Linked DNA regions of Mus musculus: region 2 is linked to region 1. Evidence: chromatin contacts called from public promoter capture Hi-C data. All regions are on one chromosome and are shown on one strand. Each heading gives the region's core, a stretch centred on a gene start, on an enhancer-like site or on the middle of the called end of the contact. The rest is flanking DNA. Distances are from core to core; before and after follow the strand shown. Region 1 holds the start of Cops9 (COP9 signalosome subunit 9). Region 2 overlaps Ankmy1 (ankyrin repeat and MYND domain containing 1).

Evidence for each region. Promoter capture Hi-C pulls out the DNA fragments that hold promoters and counts their contacts.
Region 2: a contact with region 1 is called in a promoter capture Hi-C map of hippocampal neurons, with 2.1 times the contacts expected there. The contact joins the enhancer-like site here to the promoter of Cops9 in region 1. A contact is called at or near these places in 11 of 39 promoter capture datasets (the 3T3-L1 cell line, cranial neural crest, embryonic stem cells and 7 more), 4 of 115 datasets of contacts at active chromatin or transcription factors (SST interneurons, bone marrow-derived macrophages, embryonic basal ganglia and 1 more) and 3 of 9 other capture datasets (adipose tissue, embryonic stem cells and liver).

The regions. Positions count from the first base shown.
Region 1 is chr1:92,640,444-92,645,907 of GRCm38.p6, reverse strand. It overlaps Cops9 (COP9 signalosome subunit 9), which reads left to right and starts at 3,923. Exons shown (of 3, transcript NM_001163425.1): 1 at 3,923-4,028. The coding sequence starts at 3,966. It overlaps Otos (otospiralin), which reads left to right. Exons shown (of 5, transcript NM_153114.2): 2 at 32-224; 3 at 482-574; 4 at 700-726; 5 at 1,391-1,690. The coding sequence starts at 517. The coding sequence ends at 1,575.
Region 2 is chr1:92,877,756-92,882,776 of GRCm38.p6, reverse strand. Ankmy1 (ankyrin repeat and MYND domain containing 1) reads left to right here. Exons shown (of 18, transcript NM_001347091.1): 10 at 886-1,026; 11 at 1,657-1,797; 12 at 3,355-3,462; 13 at 4,315-4,446. Among named protein-coding and RNA genes, the nearest start is that of Gm36184, 16 kb to the right of the region's middle. Within about 2 kb of position 3,321, at least 8 of the 459 cell types and tissues checked have an H3K27ac peak or open chromatin away from gene starts, as enhancers often do. A contact at or near this core is called in hippocampal neurons, where this site is marked.

The sequences.
Region 1 (5,464 bases), core at 2,674-5,173:
GCAGATTTGATCTGTTGTCTGATGCCCCCAGCTGCTCCCACAGGCCCTCCTGCCAGCAGAGAAACAGAGACCTACAGTCCTCTGCTGGGGAATGAAATATTCAGTTTGATGGCTCAGGAAGGTGACGCTTCCTTCCTTGTCCCAGCCCTACTATAAAGAGTAGCCGGAACATTGGCAGTGGCCCCACAAGGCTGCAGATTGCACTGAACAGACCAGCAAACAAGGTACCCTCTGGGAGGGTTTGGACTGCTCTCTTAACAGACAGGGTGGATCTGGTGTTTGTGATGGGGGTGGGAACGGGAGAGACATCTCTTAAACAGTCAAAATTGATAAGCTCTCACCTCAGAATAATGGCTGAGAAAAACAGAAACAGAAGCACTTATGAAAAGTCTAGCATTCCTAAGGGTGGTCCACGGCGGGGTGGCAGGATGGGCTCATCCTAGTGGGCATCGTCATCATCCTTGCCTTCCTCCTGCTGCAGGTGGTCCTCAGTGAACTGAATTGCCCTTGGTAAGGATGCAGGCCTGTGTGCTGTGGTGGCTGGCCCTTGGCATGCTGCTGGGGATTCCTGCAGGTGAGGGGCCACTCTAGCCATAGCTCTCTTGCTTTTCCATGCCTCTCCGTCAAAGTGTCCTTGTCCTGGTCTGCAGTGGTTAATGGAGGTTCGCCCTAGGTGATGGCTCTCCTTTCCTTTTGCAGGAGCCAAGCCAATGCCAGAGGAAGCAGGTAATGCTTTTCGATGTCTTTCTCTCACTGGCAAAAGGTACTGGCGCATGCAGGTGGGTGGGGGAGCAGAAGCTGCTCAGCTCTGGCAGTGGGAATGCTAGGTCTCCTAAAGTATGGCAGTGCAAGTCCTGCTGCCAGGGGGAAGCTGTGCATGCTGAAGGATCCAGGGCCCCATCAGGCTGGGCCTTGTCTTCTGCCATGTGAGAACACCCGGGCAGAAGACAAATGAATGGGCTCTTTGAGTCCCACCCTCAGTTTGATCTCAGACTCTGGGTACTCTCAGGAGTCCCAAGACCACAGAGGTGGTCTAGCCTGTGCTCTAGAACGTGGGTGCTGTGTTCTCTGAAGCCTCGTGGGCATGTCGCCTGAACTCCCCCTCTCCCCTCCCCCACATCATCATCTTCTCTGCTCATCATCCTCCAGACAAGGACAAAGCCCCACTTTGTTTTGTCCTGTCTCCCTTTTCTTCTCTTTCCATGGGAGCAGGTACTCTAACGGGTAAGAGGTGCATTCAGAGTGACTCAGACTCTACTCCTGGCTGGGAAGGTGTCCTCCTGGTGTCAGACACTGGAAGCACCATCCACTTGGTCTGGCTGTATAGAAGATGCTCTTCTAGCGGGGATAATGAGACAGGCACCGAGACTACCTGTGTCTTGTCTTTCAGATCCCCACACACAGCCACCAGCTATGCCCTACTGGCCTTTCTCCACCTCTGACTTCTGGAACTACGTGCAATATTTCCAGACCCAGGGCGCCTACCCACAGATCGAGGACATGGCCAGAACCTTCTTTGCACACTTTCCTCTGGGGAGCACCCTAGGCTTCCATGTTCCCTACCAGGAGGATTGAGCAGTGTCTAGTCTTCTGCCTCCCTGGCTGCACTGCCCGGGGCTGAAGGTAGTTCAGAGACACGGGGGGTGGGGGGAGTGGAGCACATGAGCAATAAACTCTCTCTGAAGCTGCACACTGCCCCTGTGGGTTTCTTTCAAGGAGCCGATGTATACTGCCGCACTGTGAATTAGCTGGGCTTCATTCTGATGAGCATGGGGCATGCCTTTAATTAAGACATACATCATTTCTATCCATCAATCACTGTCCATCAGGCCTTTCAGTCTTAGCTGTCACTTTGTCATTCTATCTTCACAATGACCTAGGGGTGGGGTATGGTGGCCCCAGATAAGGAAGCTGAAAGAAAGACACCAGGACAGCTTCACTTGTTAAGTCCACATGCCTAGTTAGGCAAGCCAGACAGCCTTCCCTCGACTGCCGGGTGAACTGCAGTCACATTGGGGCCTGGCACCCACACTCGGTACTCAGCATGTTCCTGGGAGTAGCAAGAATCAAGTAGCCAGAGCCCTGTCTGTGAGGGAGAGCCATAGCCCACACTTATAATATCTGAGGAGAAGACTCCAGGCTGAGGCTGTTGGGGGAAGGGGAGTCTCCCTGGGCAGTCCTCTGGTTACGTTAGGATATGAAGGCATGTGGCATAACACTGGGGCAGCCTGTGTTACAGGTGATGAGCCTCCCTGACATACACAAGACATGCAAGCCAAGAACACAGCGGCAAATGCCCCGCACACCAGCAGGAAGAGGCCTCCCTGACATACACAAGACATGCAAGCCAAGAACACACCGGCAAATGCCCCGCACACCAGCAGGAAGAGAAACTAACAGGAGGCTCCCCTTGGCTGCCTGCTTGCCTCTGTGTCCTTAGTTTGACCTTCATGTGGGTATCTCAGAATGGCATTGACCTGGCATCTGGGGTTCTCCAGTTATTTCTTACACACCCGGCACAGTACACTCAGGCTTAAGGGGTAGGAGTGATTGTCTAGGCTCAGTTCCCATTATATCCTGGCTGAGTAGGTTTCCCTAGATCTGTCCTTACCTGTGATCCCCATTTTCACTCTAGCAGCCTGCACCCCAACCAAGCCCCTGACACCTCAAAGTTGTTAAAGGAAAACCCAACCAAACCAAAAACCCAATCCTACCCAACCCACCCACCCACCCAACCAACCAACAGTTCTCCAACTCTTTGAACGCAGAGGAAGGGAAAACATCCAAAACCATCAGGAGAGGCACAGGAGCAAAAGCCTTGAACTGCTGGAGAGACTCAGCGCAACCACAGTAGCAAGAGGGACTGACAGTCAAGGGGCAGGGTGGGGGTAGATGGGAAATAACTCAGGGGTAACACAGACGCTTTGCTGAAGTCAGGACCAGAGGACATCGTCTGGGGATAGTGGAGGGTGAAGAGCCCTATCAGACATGGAGAGCAGGCAGGTATCAGCTGGATTTCAGGCTTCTTGCTACAGGGATACTTGTTAAACCTGGATTTTATCAGGAGGTGCTCAGAGGATCCTAGGGGGACATCCAGGAGACTCACTAGAGTATTCTAGTCTGTCAGAGCATCTCAGGCCCTCTCTGACAATGATCCACACCTCTCTGTCCCTTCCCCATCTTTTTTCTTTCATTCATTCTTTAAAAACCATGGTATAATATAGCACCCTAACATGTATCCCCCTGGCCACCTCTCAGGGGACAGTCCAGTCATTTAATGGACACCTTCCCCCCCAACCCCACCGCACACCTCTAGAACTTTTGATTTGCAGATCTAAAACTGTGTCCACTGAGCAACCACCATCTCCAACACTGCTGCATTTATGAGTCTGACTGCTCTAGGGATCACTTATGAGTGGTACACAGCGTTTGTTTACGTTTCACTTAACAACATCCTTAAGGGTCCTCCATGCCCATAGCTTAGGAATCCCTTCTTAGTTTTAGGATTCCACACTATCTCACCGTGTAGATAAAGCCCATCTTGTCTGCGTGCACTGGGTTGCTTCCTCCTTTTGGCCGAGGTGACCCTGTGAGTGATCACTGAGCGTGGACTACTTTTGGATTTCTGTTACCCCCAACAGCACCCGGGGATCCAATACCCCCATCTTCTAGCCAATCCATTACTGCCTGCGAATCCTAAACAGTAGCCATTCGGATGGTTTTGAACTGCAGCTCTGCTGGGAAATGGAGAGTCTCCTTTCTCCGCTGACAACTCGTGCTGTGCGGTGTTGCTGGTCCTTAGACCGTCATCTAATCCGCTGCCCTCTTTAGCTCCCAGAGAGCTGCCCTGCAGCCAGGCCAGCGAGTGCCACCGAGGCGCGGTCCTCCGAGGTCTAGACGTGCTCGGAAGAACGCCGGAAGTAGAAGGGGCTGGCCGGAAGTGAGCGCAACGCCGCCTTGTCGAGATGAAACCCGCAGTGGATGAGATGTTCCCCGAGGGCGCGGGGCCCTATGTGGACCTGGATGAGGTGGGGTGGTGGCGGCGCGGAGCGATGCGTGGGGGTGGGAGCACGCCTGCAAACCTGCGCGGGAGCCCAGGCCTTTGGGGATTCAGAGGCTGGGGAAGCGGGAGCTGCCGGGGACAGTCGCAGGGCCCGCGACTGTTAACGTGAACTGCAGCGAGGAAGTAGGGTTTGCTCGCTGTCAGTTGATTGTGGCTCCTGATAAATCTTCCAGAGAGGGAAGGCCCGAGCGAGGCTTACGCACTGACAGGCCTCAAGACCCCAAGCTCTGAGAGAAGGGTAAGGGATGGTGTGTGGTAACTGCGTGCTTGGTGCTGGGACTCGGTTATTTCGTGTAGACACATACAGAGTTTTCGAGCGATCCTGTGCTTTTGATTTCCACCATGGTCACAGATCTCTCCCTGATATGGGTGGTTATGATCAGGAGTGTCAGCCAGCTCTTGTATGTCTGCTTCCTGTTCCTCCTCAAAGCTCAGCGAGTAGGGCGATGCGGGAACGTATCCCCGGACCTGAGAGATGTCAGTTGTGGCCCGAAGAGGCCGGTTGCATATCCTAAGCAAGGGTAGGGTGGGGTGAGGGTGCCCTACAGACGTATCCGTGGGGTTTTAGTCGGCTCAGTTGAGGCTTAAGAGAGGAGCTTGCCCTGATCCAAATATTGAAGGATGTGCCCTGTTGACCTTGGGATATAGATGACGAGAGCCATAGTAGCGGAGCAGAGCGATGCTCCCTTGTCCACTAAAGGAAGGGGATGCCTTGTTGTTTGTCTTATGGTTTCTATTGCTGTGACAAACACCATAACCAAAAAAGCAAGTTGGGGAGGAAAGGATTTATTTGACCTACATTTCCAGGTCATCACTGGAGGAAGGCAGGACAGGAACCTGGAGGCAGGAGCTGATGCAGAGACCATGGAGGGGTGCTGCTTGCTGGCGGGCTTGTTCACTGAGGCTTGCTCAGCCTGTTTTATTATAGAACCCAGGACCACTAGCCCAGGGATGGCACCACCTACTATGGGCTGGGCTCTCCCTAATTGAGAAAACGTCTTACAGCTGGATCTTGTGGAGACATTTCCTCAACTGAGCTCCTTCCTCTCTGATGACACTCTAGCTTGTGTCAGGCTGACACACAAAACCAGCCAGGGCATAATTGAACACCGAGGGGCATGAACAAGCAGGTCCGCATAAGGACGTCTGCAGAATGAAGTGGGCTCTGTGATTCCCCTGATGAGGCAATTGCTCTCAGCCTTAGCCCCTCAGTCCTGCAGCAGGTGATCTGAGGGCATCTCAGTGAGGAAGCCTGACTTCCTGTGGGGGTTGTGCCTTTGGAGGGTTTGGGGCTTCGGTTTATACAGAGATAGTAGAGAAATGGAAACAAGAAGAAGGAAGCCTTAAGGAAGTTGTGATTGAGGCAGTGAAGGCAGGAGGGCTCAGCCAGGACTTCAGAGG
Region 2 (5,021 bases), core at 2,072-4,571, 240 kb before region 1:
CTCAGTGGTCTCAGCTGCACTGTGTCCCTTTGTCGGAACTCTGATGGTGGTTCAGATCTCAGCAGTGGCAGGAGTTTGCCCCAAGCTGTGTGCTGTGTAGAGTTTGCCCCAGGTTCCAGTGTTGGAATATTCCCCTGTGCAACACATCCCCTCCTGGTGAGCTCTTTCTGCTTTCTAGGCTAACCACACCCTGCCTTCAGGGAGTTCTCCAGCCTGCTTTTCTCCAGGGACACTTTCCTATCTGAGTGAGGTCACACTGAACTGGGCTGGGGACAAGTGGAGCATATCTTCCTAGCCACAGCCTGGCTGCCCTGACTGGCTTCTCTTAGCTGCTGGTATTCACTCTGAGAGCAGGGTTCCCATGACCACAAGCTGCTGGAGCTCAGAGACAGTCCATCAGGAACCATCTTCAGAGAGAGGGGGAGAGGGATGCCGTGGGGACAATCAGAAGGCTGGTCAGGAGCTATGTGGCTATTAGGTGGTAGTATCTGAGCCAGGTCCTGGAAGGGACAGGGAGGTGCTACTCTTAGAGGATAGTGTCAGACAGATGGCCTAGAATCAACTGGCTTCAAGCCAAGCATTCACAGCTGTGGCCCTGGATGCCTGTGGGTTACCCGGACACCTGTGGGTTACCCGGACACCTGTGGGTTACCTGGCACATTGAGAGCATTCAGTCCATTTGTTGTTCGTGCCCTCCTGGGCCTTCTGGTCCTGCACCCATGATGCCGGTGTGAAGGAGATGGTGCTGCGGTTACCTGAAATTGTTGCAGTAGCCTATGCATCCTCTCATCTGCTCAGGCAGCAAGGACCCTGACATTAACCCTAACCTAACCTCACCTGCCTGGCTGCAGGTTGGGCTTCACCCTTACCACGCTTCCTCTGCAGTTGCAGTCCCTGACCCCGCTCCACATCGCAGTCTCCCTTCCCGGGGAGGAGGGCGTGAAGATCACTGAGCTGCTGCTCCACGTGATCACTAACGTGGACGCCAAGGCAGCGGACGAGGACTACGTGTACAAAGGTGGCAAGGTGCGGCTCTGTATGGACCTGTAGCTGTGCCTACTGACAAGGGGCTTGGGGTGGTACAAAGCAACTCATATGTAGGCTCTGACCACTGTGCTCCTGGCCATAGCCACTTCTGGTGTGGGCAGGCCAGGTGGGTCAGCACCAAACCGTGGCCATGGGAGGAAGTAAGGGCTGGGGATGTAGCCAGGCATGGATGTAGCCAGCCTTTAATTCCTAATACTCAGGAGGCAGAGGTGGGTAAACCTTTGTGAGTTCTAGCAGAGTCTACTTGGTAAGTTCCATAGAGAGACCCTGTCTCCAAAAGTGGGAGGGGCTGGGGATGTGGCTCAAATGGTTTAGTGGTTTCCAAGTATGCAGGAAGCCCTGGATTTCATTCTTCAGTACAACACAACAACAACACAAAAACAACAACAACACAAAAACACTGCTACCACCACAGTAAAACAGGTTTGGTGGTGCTTGCCTTTGAGTCTAGAGGCCCTTTTGAGTGTTGTGGAATTCTCAGTGACTTGAAGAATTCTGAGGCCTGTGTGTGGAGGGTTGTGGGAAGATAGTCCACATCTGTAGTCTGCAAGTAGGCACTCTGGGGAGAGGGACACACAGGACCTGACTCAAGCCTTGTGTTTCCCACAGGCTGATCTCCTGCCCTCAAGCCTGAAGCTCAACAATGAGCCGGGCCCACCCAAGAGCTTCTACTCCACACACACATTCATCCCAGAGGAGGGAGGGCGCACAGCTCTGCATGTGGCCTGTGAGAGAGAGGACAACAAGAAGGTGAGCAGCCATGGGGCCCTGACCTGGGTTGGCTGGTTTGTCACAGAGAGGAGTGTGACAGTGGGGGGGAAGGGACGGGCTGAGTCCTGAGCCTAAGGGACTGTAGGCCAGGCAAGAGCTGCATTCAAACGTGATGTTTGTGTGTGTGTGTGTGTGTGTTTCACCTGTAAGTTGGGATTCGTGCATCCATGTATCTACATGAGTGGGTATTGGGATGTGCATGTATCTACATGAATGGGTATTGGGATGTGCATGCTTGGGTACTGCATCGGGTACTCTTGTGTCTCTGTGGTAGACCTAGACAGGAGATGGAAGCTCTGGTGTGAGTGGGCCCCCCTCGTCACAACTTGAGAAGTTGGCTTCTCAAGGTGGGAGTCGCGGCTGCTGCAGCCAGGCCACGGATTCTGAAGCTGCTGCAGTGGATTTTCCAAATCTACCATATTCCAAGTGGAGTTGAACTCTGTCGGAGCGTGAATGGAAACCATGAATAGGGCCCATGAGTACTCCAGCACTGACATGCCCTTTAGCCATGCATGGACCCACTTCTGGCTTGGCCTGAAGGTCTTGTGTTCTGTAGCCCCACCAAGCTTCAAACGTATAATCTTTCGCCCCAGCCTCCTAAGTGCTGGAATTACAGCTGTCCACCACCACACCCAGCTGGAATTTATTGAACAAAAGCCATGTCCCAACCCCCAGCCATCCTCTTGCCGTCACTGCCCTGTAGCTACTTAGCTCCCATGAACCTGAGGACTCAGTCCGAGCTCGGCCTGTATAGGAACTGCCCAGAGAAGACTGAGTGGCCAGGGCAAGGTCAAGGAATTGGGAGGCTGGGGGTGGGGGGAGTTCCAGGGTACAAATGCAGGATTATAGGTAATGTTGGAGGGGGTGGGAAGGAGGAGAGAGGCAGTGACTGACCCATCAGATCACAGCTTCCTTAGAAGGAAGAGAAGGAGCTAGGCACAGGGTCCCACCATTCCCACCAGAACCCCAGAGGGCAGCTGGGAAACCATGCTGGGGACAGGGGTGGTAGCTGAAGCTGCAGCAAAGGGGCTGGGGAAGGAGATTGGTCCTAGCTCCTAGGATTTGTCACGTCCCAAGGGTGTAGCCTCCGCAGAGCATACAGGGCAGCTAGAGAGGAGTCCTGGCAGCAGTGGGAATAGAGAGGCCACTGGTCACCAGCAGGGCGGGGGGAAGAGGCTCGCAAGTAGTCCCAGCCGAAGGAACTTCCCTCCATTATCCCTGTAACAGGTCAGGGCCTTGTGTGTGGCCATCACAGTGTGCTAGCATCACTGTCCTTTGTCCTTTGAAAGCATATGTCCAGCAATTTATTCACTGGCGCCTTTCCTGTTTTGAATGTTTGGAATCTGACTGAAGCTCCTCCGTCTCCCCCACCCCATGTCCCTGTCTGGAGTCTCTGCTTAGGTGGTGCTGGCGCAAGGAGCAGACAGTTGAGTGGTTGGCTTGGTTTTGAAAGTGTCAATTGTGTCCTTGGCAGCATGTCCAGGCTCCTGGGGGTGGTGCCTCTGACTCCATATGCTTCTGCCTTTCTTCCTGCAGTGTGCCAGGGACATCGTGCGGCTCCTTCTGTCCCACAGAGCGAATCCAAACGTGCTGTGGAGCGGCCACTCCCCGCTCTCGCTGGCCATTGCCAGTGGGAATGACCTGGTGAGCTTCTCTCTACCCACGAGTCTGACGCCCCTGCACCTGAGCACCCAGTGCCTACCTTGGGCCCCTGCCTCTTGTGTACCTGGCTCTTATGCCCACAGCTCTCGTGTACAGGGGCACCAGGCAACAGTGCGATTTCTGCCACCTCTGAGCCTCTTTCTCCAATCAGCTACTATGTTTGCGGTGCCATTTTTCCATCTACTGGTGCATCTACCCAATTTCCCACTCACTAAGCCATCCAGCCATCTACCCGTCAATTTAGCCATAGGGCTACTCAGCCCACTTTTTCTCACCCACCCACTTATTCATACATCCAGACTACCAGTGGCCTACCCATCCCAACTCCTCATCCAGCCCTCCTTCCATTTAACGTGTGCTTACTGAGCACCTTCTGTGGGAAGACAGGTACCACTATGAGCAGAAGGTTTTGAATAGTCTCTGGTTTGAGGACCCCTGCTCCCACTCCCCCATACACACATTGTAGCAGGAAGAGTCAGGCCCTAAAGCAGCAGGCAGCACAGTTTTAGATACTGATGAATGTTGTTAAGAAAAAGGAGAGTTGAGGAGGAGCGGCCAAAGGAGGCAGACAGGATGTGCTCCTGACCAGTGGTGTGTACATGGCCCAGAGCCACTCTTTCCCAGGCTAGAAAGTATGGCAGAAACAATACCCATCAGAGCAGCTACACCAGTATGTGCACCAAAATAGTGTCAGAACCAGGCTCTGGGTAGAACCGCACCTCCTCCCTAAGATGCTCACCCATGATCCTTCCTACCCATCACGTTCCCTGTGGGTGGGACCTATGGGTAGTACCCAGGACTAATGGTCGCTGAGGAATTTGTCTGTGTGTCCAGGTTGTGAAGGAGCTCCTGTCCCAGGGAGCTGACCCCAACTTGCCTCTGACCAAAGGCTTGGGCACTGCCCTGTGTGTTGTGTGTGACCTGGTCTATGAGCAACAGAGGAGCGTCGAGAACAAGATTGCCCTGGTGAGTGAGGGGAAGCGTGGGAGGATGCTGGGAAGAGATAGGGTGTGGAGAGTACCTGCTGGGTTCAGGGTGGGATAGGCTGGGTCATCCTAAGATCATGTCCGTGACCAAAGTAGCCTAGCGGACACAATATCCAGCACCTACCCTCCCCACCCCCACAGCGCTTGGGAAATGAGATAGCGTCAAGCTGTCGGCAGTGTCTGGACCTAGCAGGTCTGCATGCGCATTGCAGGTTACCTGAAACCCGGGTTTATGACCCATGTTAGTGAAATATGCTAAGAAAGCAGACAGTACATTTGTACCTTTCCACAGTGCCTGAACACATTTACTTAGGGTTGGTGGTTTTTTTTTGTTTCGTTTTTTTGTTTTTGTTTTTTTTTTTCCTGATGAGGCAAGGTCTTGTTCTGTAGCCCCACCAAGCTTCAAACGTATAATCTTTCGCCCCAGCCTCCTAAGTGCTGGAATTACAGCTGTCCACCACCACACCCAGCTGGAATTTATTGAACAAAAGCCGCGTCTAGTCCACAGGCCGCTGCTCACCACCCCCTCCTGATTTTACTTGGTAGTCAGCTTCA